Regions from separate parts of the Mus musculus genome. Here region 1 is linked to region 2. A link is a contact called in public ChIA-PET data. All regions are on one chromosome and are shown on one strand. The core of a region is the stretch at or near the end of the contact, and the rest is flanking DNA. Distances in the headings are between cores, read along the strand shown. Region 1 overlaps Lnx2 (ligand of numb-protein X 2). Region 2 overlaps Usp12 (ubiquitin specific peptidase 12).

Region 1 (2,700 bases), core at 75-2,574, 290 kb before region 2:
CACATTCTGAATTTTGATCACTTGTGGTTTCTCATGGTGACCTCCATTTGCAACAAAAAGATGTCTCTTCATTGATGGGTGAGAACCTCACAGTCATGAAAGCCCTTCAGTTCCCAAACCAGAGGACTCTTACACACCACGCCCAACTGTCAAGTGATGTTCATAAGGCTAACTGCTTCCCTTCCAAAATGTGCCTGTGATCAAGTTCCTCAGTGTGACGTTAGCCTTCCAGACTTGACATGCTTCAGGTTGCTTTCCTGTGGTTTGAGCCGGACTAAAGCTTGTAACTGAAGGAGGCAAAACGGACTGTAAGGTAGTTCTTACCACTCCAAATGTACCATGGTGACACTAACGCAGACAGCCTTGTGGGGGCTGAGATGAAGCTCAGAAACTGTGGGTAAAGAGCAGTCTTAAGTGGAAATAAATTTCATAGTTCTGCAAGTCCCGTGGTAGCTATGTAACTGATTATATTTTCCTTGCTACTGTGGTGGCATTCCACACCCAATTCTGTTATTGGATATTTACTGAGTATGTAGTATGTTCCAGGCTGTGGTGAGTGTGGCAGACTGAGATCAAGGAAGCCATTTATAAAGAGAATGAACACACTGAGCCAGGAGTGGGTGGTGGCATGTGCTGCTTATTACACAGGTGAGCACACTTATGGAGCGTTAATGGCGAATTTCACCTGAAAGAAGGCGATGTGTCAGATCTCAGCCAACTATTTCTAGTGGCCAAAGTCTGTAAGTTTCCTTTTGGCTGTTTGTCCTTTTCACCAGGGAACCCTGTGAGCAGTTCTGCCCCAGAAAGTCGTCCCCGGAAGTCAGCTCAGGGCCGTGTGCATTCTACCACTGAGCCACACGTCCAGCCCCAGCCACATTCTCTTCCTTCTACACACCCTGTCCTGGAGGTATTCCCACACAGGAGAAATGATTGAAGAGCAAGCGTAGGAAGGAATGAAGAAAAGCCAGGCATCTGGGGAAGGCAATTCTAGAGGAGTTTTAGCTTTCTCGAAGATAGGCGTTTGTTTAGTTGTGTCTGTCAGCATCTCAAACTCACTTTCTGTTCTTCTCTTCTGAATTAAGAAAAACAAAACCCCACCAGTTACTAGGGGAACAAGGAAAATAACGTTGTCAGTCCTTGAATTTGCAGTTTGTTTTGAAGTTTCTCACTTCTTAAAGCTCATCTCTGTCACATCATAGAAGCTGCAATATGTAACTTAGTCTGAAAATTGATGTGCAAAACTTTTGAGCTCTGCTCTCTTTGATGATAAGGATTTAGAGTGTGATCCATGACTCATCAGCTGACGTCCTGGTGCAGTTTTAGAAACAAAGGGGGTGATAGTAGACTTCCCCAGAGGCAGAAGTAAATACAAGAGAAACAAGATGTCGCCCTACCGTGTCGATGTGGTTAGAGCCGTGCGTTGAGTGATTCTGAGAAAGGCATTAATTCCAGATGCTTCCGTGATTCTGAGTAGACCCAGGAAGAAATTTGTCTCCTGTAAAAAGATTCACATTAGCAGCAAACTGGCTGCATTTTCTCCAGTTTTAAGTATGAAGTAACTTTGCCAGTGAATGTGAGGCTTGTCTACATATTTATTTATTTAGGTTTATTTTACATATTTGGGTTTGTTTTGTGTACTCACCTTAAACCAAGCAGATGAAGCAATGATGGAGATAGCACATCATGAGGGTTCTGGGGAACTGTCTCGTTTCCTTTCTTTTTGATGTGGACACCTTCTTCACCTGCTTTGTCTTTAATTTTAACCATGTATATAAGGATCTAGTTCAGCTGGTTTATCTTCTATTACTTTCAGCGCACACTCCTTTATTCCCTGCTACAGGATATTACATGAGAAGTCGCACATAGATTCAGGCTCTTTTATATCCCAGCAGGCTTGTTTGCTGTGTGACATCTTGCATATACATCTCTATATGTGTAGATGTATATGTTTTGTATATGTAGATGTTTTATTAAAAAAGATTTATTCATTTATTTTCTGTATATGAGTACACTGCCCTGCCTTCAGACACCTCAGAAGAGGGCATCAGATCCCATTACAGAGGGTTGTGAGCCACCATGTGGTTGCTGGGAATTGAACTCAGGACCTCTGGAAGAGCAGTTAACCACTGAGCCATCTCTCCAGCCATGTGTAGATATTTTAAAACATGTTATCTTATACCTTGATTTAAATAAGCTCAACATTAGTTCTAAACTGCTTATTCAATTGAATTTTCACTTGGAAATCTCTTAATTTCCAGATTGCAACTAAATGGTATTCATTAAAACAAAACCAAACAAAACCGCATTCATCTCTTGATTACATGTAGGTGTTAACCGTGTAGAGACTGTCTTTGATGGATACAGACAGGAATGACTTTGAATTTTAGGGGATGGGGTACTGGTCCTGGAAATCCAAACCAGTGGTCTTGGGAACTCAAGGGATGCTGCCTCACAGGGGTGACATCCACAGCTCTCTCTTGGTCTTCTGAGGCAAAGTCTTCCTATATATATAGCCTATAGTGACTTGACTCAGTATAGCCCAGGCTAGCCTCACACTTAAGATCCTTCTGCCTTAGCCTCCTAGGGCTGGGATTATAGGTGCATGCCAGTGCATGGATGCTCTCTTCTGTTTAAAGGCAGTGCTGAAGCCAAGGGCGACTGTACACACCTGTAATCTCAGCACTGTGCTCTCGAGCACTC
Region 2 (2,700 bases), core at 42-2,541:
TGTGTACACTTTAAGGCAACATTCCGTCACCTGTTTGCCCCAGCAAAACACCATCCAACCGACTTCCAAAGACCCTTCAGTTTCTACTTCAATGACACCACGTAAGACTCTGGGTGGCAGTGCCGAGGGCGTGCATGCTCTACATCTGCTCCCTTCCTTGCTGGGGAGGAAACAGAGGCTACCTGGTTACTCCGGGCGATGCTGCGGTTCATGTGGGAACTAGGTCAGGAGTGCAGCTTCCACTGCCAGCCTGTCTGTGGTGTGGGCTGGATAGCAGGCATTTGTGGCGTAACCAAGTAGCTGTAGTAAGGCTCCCTAGGGAAAAACCATGGCCTCTGATGTGCGCCCCAAATATTCCAGAGTGTGGTCTACTTCTGTTCTCATAGGCTGGTCAGTCAGTGTTGGAGCATGAGTTTTTATTTTGTTTTGCTGTTGCTGCTGCCTGCCTGCCTTCCTTCCTTCTCCTCCTCCTCCTTCTCCCCTCTCCCTCCTCTTCTTCTTTTCTACACAGGGGGCCTCACTATGTCGCTATGCCTGTTCTGGAACACTCTATGTAGATCAAGTTGGCCTAGAACTCTCTGAGGACCAGGATGCCATTGAACCCATAGGCCGCAGCCTCCTGAGTTCTAGCATTAGATGTGCATGTGGCTTTTATTTCAAGAATCAAATTCAACAAGCAAGGCCAGAGGATGACAAGATACACAGATTGGGAGTTTCACTACTTCTCAGCCTTTTGGCAGACACCAAATTAGAAGTCATCTTGGGTTGGCAAGATGGCTTAGCGGTTAAGAGCACTGACTGCTCTTCCGAAGGTCCTGAGTTCAAATCCCAGCAACCACATGGTGGCTCACAACCATTCATAATGAGATCTGATGCCCTCTTCTGGTGTGTCTGAAGACAGGTACAGTGTACTTACATATAATAATATATAAATTTTTGGGCGGGAGCTAGCAGAGATCCTGAGTTCAATTCCCAGAAACCACATGGCCTGTAACCTTCTGTACAGCTACAATGTACTCATATATATAAAATAATAAATAAAATAAAATTTATTTTTAATAAAAAAGAAGTCTTCTCTGATCCCACCCCGTACTCTCTTTCTCTGGTGCTTCTTAATACAGTATAAATATGGTTTTTTTTCTTGTATCATTTGTTGATCTCAGTGGGTTTTTAGGACAGGTATGAGGGTTAAGCTTCGTTCCATACGGTGTGAGGCTGTGGTGTCTGCACTGGCCTGTACTTGAGTTCTCAGCCTGCTCTCGGGCTGAGGCGGGCTGAGGTGTTCGCACCCTCCCTGCTGCTCACACCCTCCCAGCTGGGCGCCTGCTTCCTTCCCCCCTGAAGCTTTCTTAGTCTCCCAAGGTCACGCGGGATTCCCCACCCCTCAGCCGCTTTCTCCTTCCTGGTTGGCCGATCTCTCTAATGCCTTGACCTCAGCTGACCCTGTTCAATGTTCAACCTGGCAATGAGAAGCGCTAGCTTCTAAAATAAGGTTGGAGCAGGAAACTGAGAAAGATTTATTGAACTTTCCCATTTATTTAAACAGCAAGAAAAGCAAGAAATAATAGTTTAGCATAAACTGTAGTGTGCAAACACAATGTGTACTTAAATTTCCTATATAGCAGGTCTGAATGCTGGACATTCATTTATTTCTCACATAAACATGTACATTGTTCATAATCAACTTTTCAAAGTAACATGTCCTTGTCAGTACCCCCCCCCCCCAGCCTTAGCTATGGACATTGGATGCAGGAGATTTCTAATTTCTAGCGCATTTCTACAGATACAAGGTTTATCCTACAGTAAGTTAATTCTTTTCATGAGAACAGTACAGGTTATCAGCTTGCTTCCATGCGATTTTGTATTTCTGAAACAGGGAGAAGGAAGGCTTGTTCGATGTGTTTCGTGTCTGAGAGGGAAGTTGTCAGGTGGTGTCCTTGCTTTACCAGCAGGGTTTAGCACATTACTGCTTTCTTATTATCGGAGTGATGGCCACAGTCTCTGCAGCTTCACCTTCATCCTTTGGTGATAATCTCTCTGTATAGAAAGTCCTCATCTTTCCAAAAATTTGTCCTGGACATTCAGGAGAGGTGCACCTGGCATTTGCTTGTGGCCTGCAAGGTCTTATATCTGTGTGTCTTAATTATCTGTATCTAATACAATCTAACACCATAATTCTCTGTAATAACAATATTGACCTGTGAGGCTGGTTCCTCCCTGTCTTTTGTTCTAGTCGTTGGTCTTTGGCGGACTGTTCCACATTGACTCACCTGTCCATGTTTTAGGGAGGTGAAATGGCCGCCTTACCTACTTGTAGATGGAAAGAGGGCACAGTGGCATGGGTTCTGTTCCTCAGGAAACCCATGTCTGGGCAGAGACGCACCGCTCAACCACTTAATGCTGTGGCCCAGAGCAGACTCGGGCTGCAGCTTCACAGTCCTGCTCTAGCGTGCCTGCTGTCTGTCCTTCCATAGTGGCTTCATCCTCTCATGCGATTGGTTTTTATAAAATATTTGGGGGTGAGGGTGTCCACACAGGATTTCTCTGTGCAATAGCTCTGGCTGTCCTAAAACTCTCTGGAGACCAGACTGGCGAGATCCACCTGCTTCTGTCTCCTGAGCGCTGGGATTAAAGGTGTGTGCCACCATCGCCTGGCAACAGTTTTGTTTTTAATGAAATGAGTTTTAGTTGGCCACCTGT

Evidence for each region. ChIA-PET counts read pairs in DNA pulled down with a chosen protein or histone mark.
Region 1: a contact with region 2 is called in an RNA polymerase II ChIA-PET map of memory CD8 T cells, with 6 read pairs. The contact joins two enhancer-like sites. A contact is called at or near these places in 5 of 484 Hi-C or Micro-C datasets (CD4 T cells, CD8 T cells and regulatory T cells), 3 of 115 datasets of contacts at active chromatin or transcription factors (embryonic stem cells, memory CD8 T cells and regulatory T cells) and 2 of 9 other capture datasets (adipose tissue and liver).

The regions. Positions count from the first base shown.
Region 1 is chr5:147,062,050-147,064,749 of GRCm38.p6, reverse strand. The region is part of intron 1 of Lnx2 (ligand of numb-protein X 2); the gene reads left to right. Among named protein-coding and RNA genes, the nearest start is that of Lnx2, 13 kb to the left of the region's middle. Within about 2 kb of position 1,324, at least 80 of the 459 cell types and tissues checked have an H3K27ac peak or open chromatin away from gene starts, as enhancers often do. A contact at or near this core is called in CD8 T cells, adipose tissue and memory CD8 T cells, where this site is marked.
Region 2 is chr5:146,770,827-146,773,526 of GRCm38.p6, reverse strand. All of the region lies in intron 1 of Usp12 (ubiquitin specific peptidase 12), which reads left to right. Among named protein-coding and RNA genes, the nearest start is that of Usp12, 23 kb to the left of the region's middle. Within about 2 kb of position 1,291, at least 72 of the 459 cell types and tissues checked have an H3K27ac peak or open chromatin away from gene starts, as enhancers often do. A contact at or near this core is called in CD8 T cells, adipose tissue and memory CD8 T cells, where this site is marked.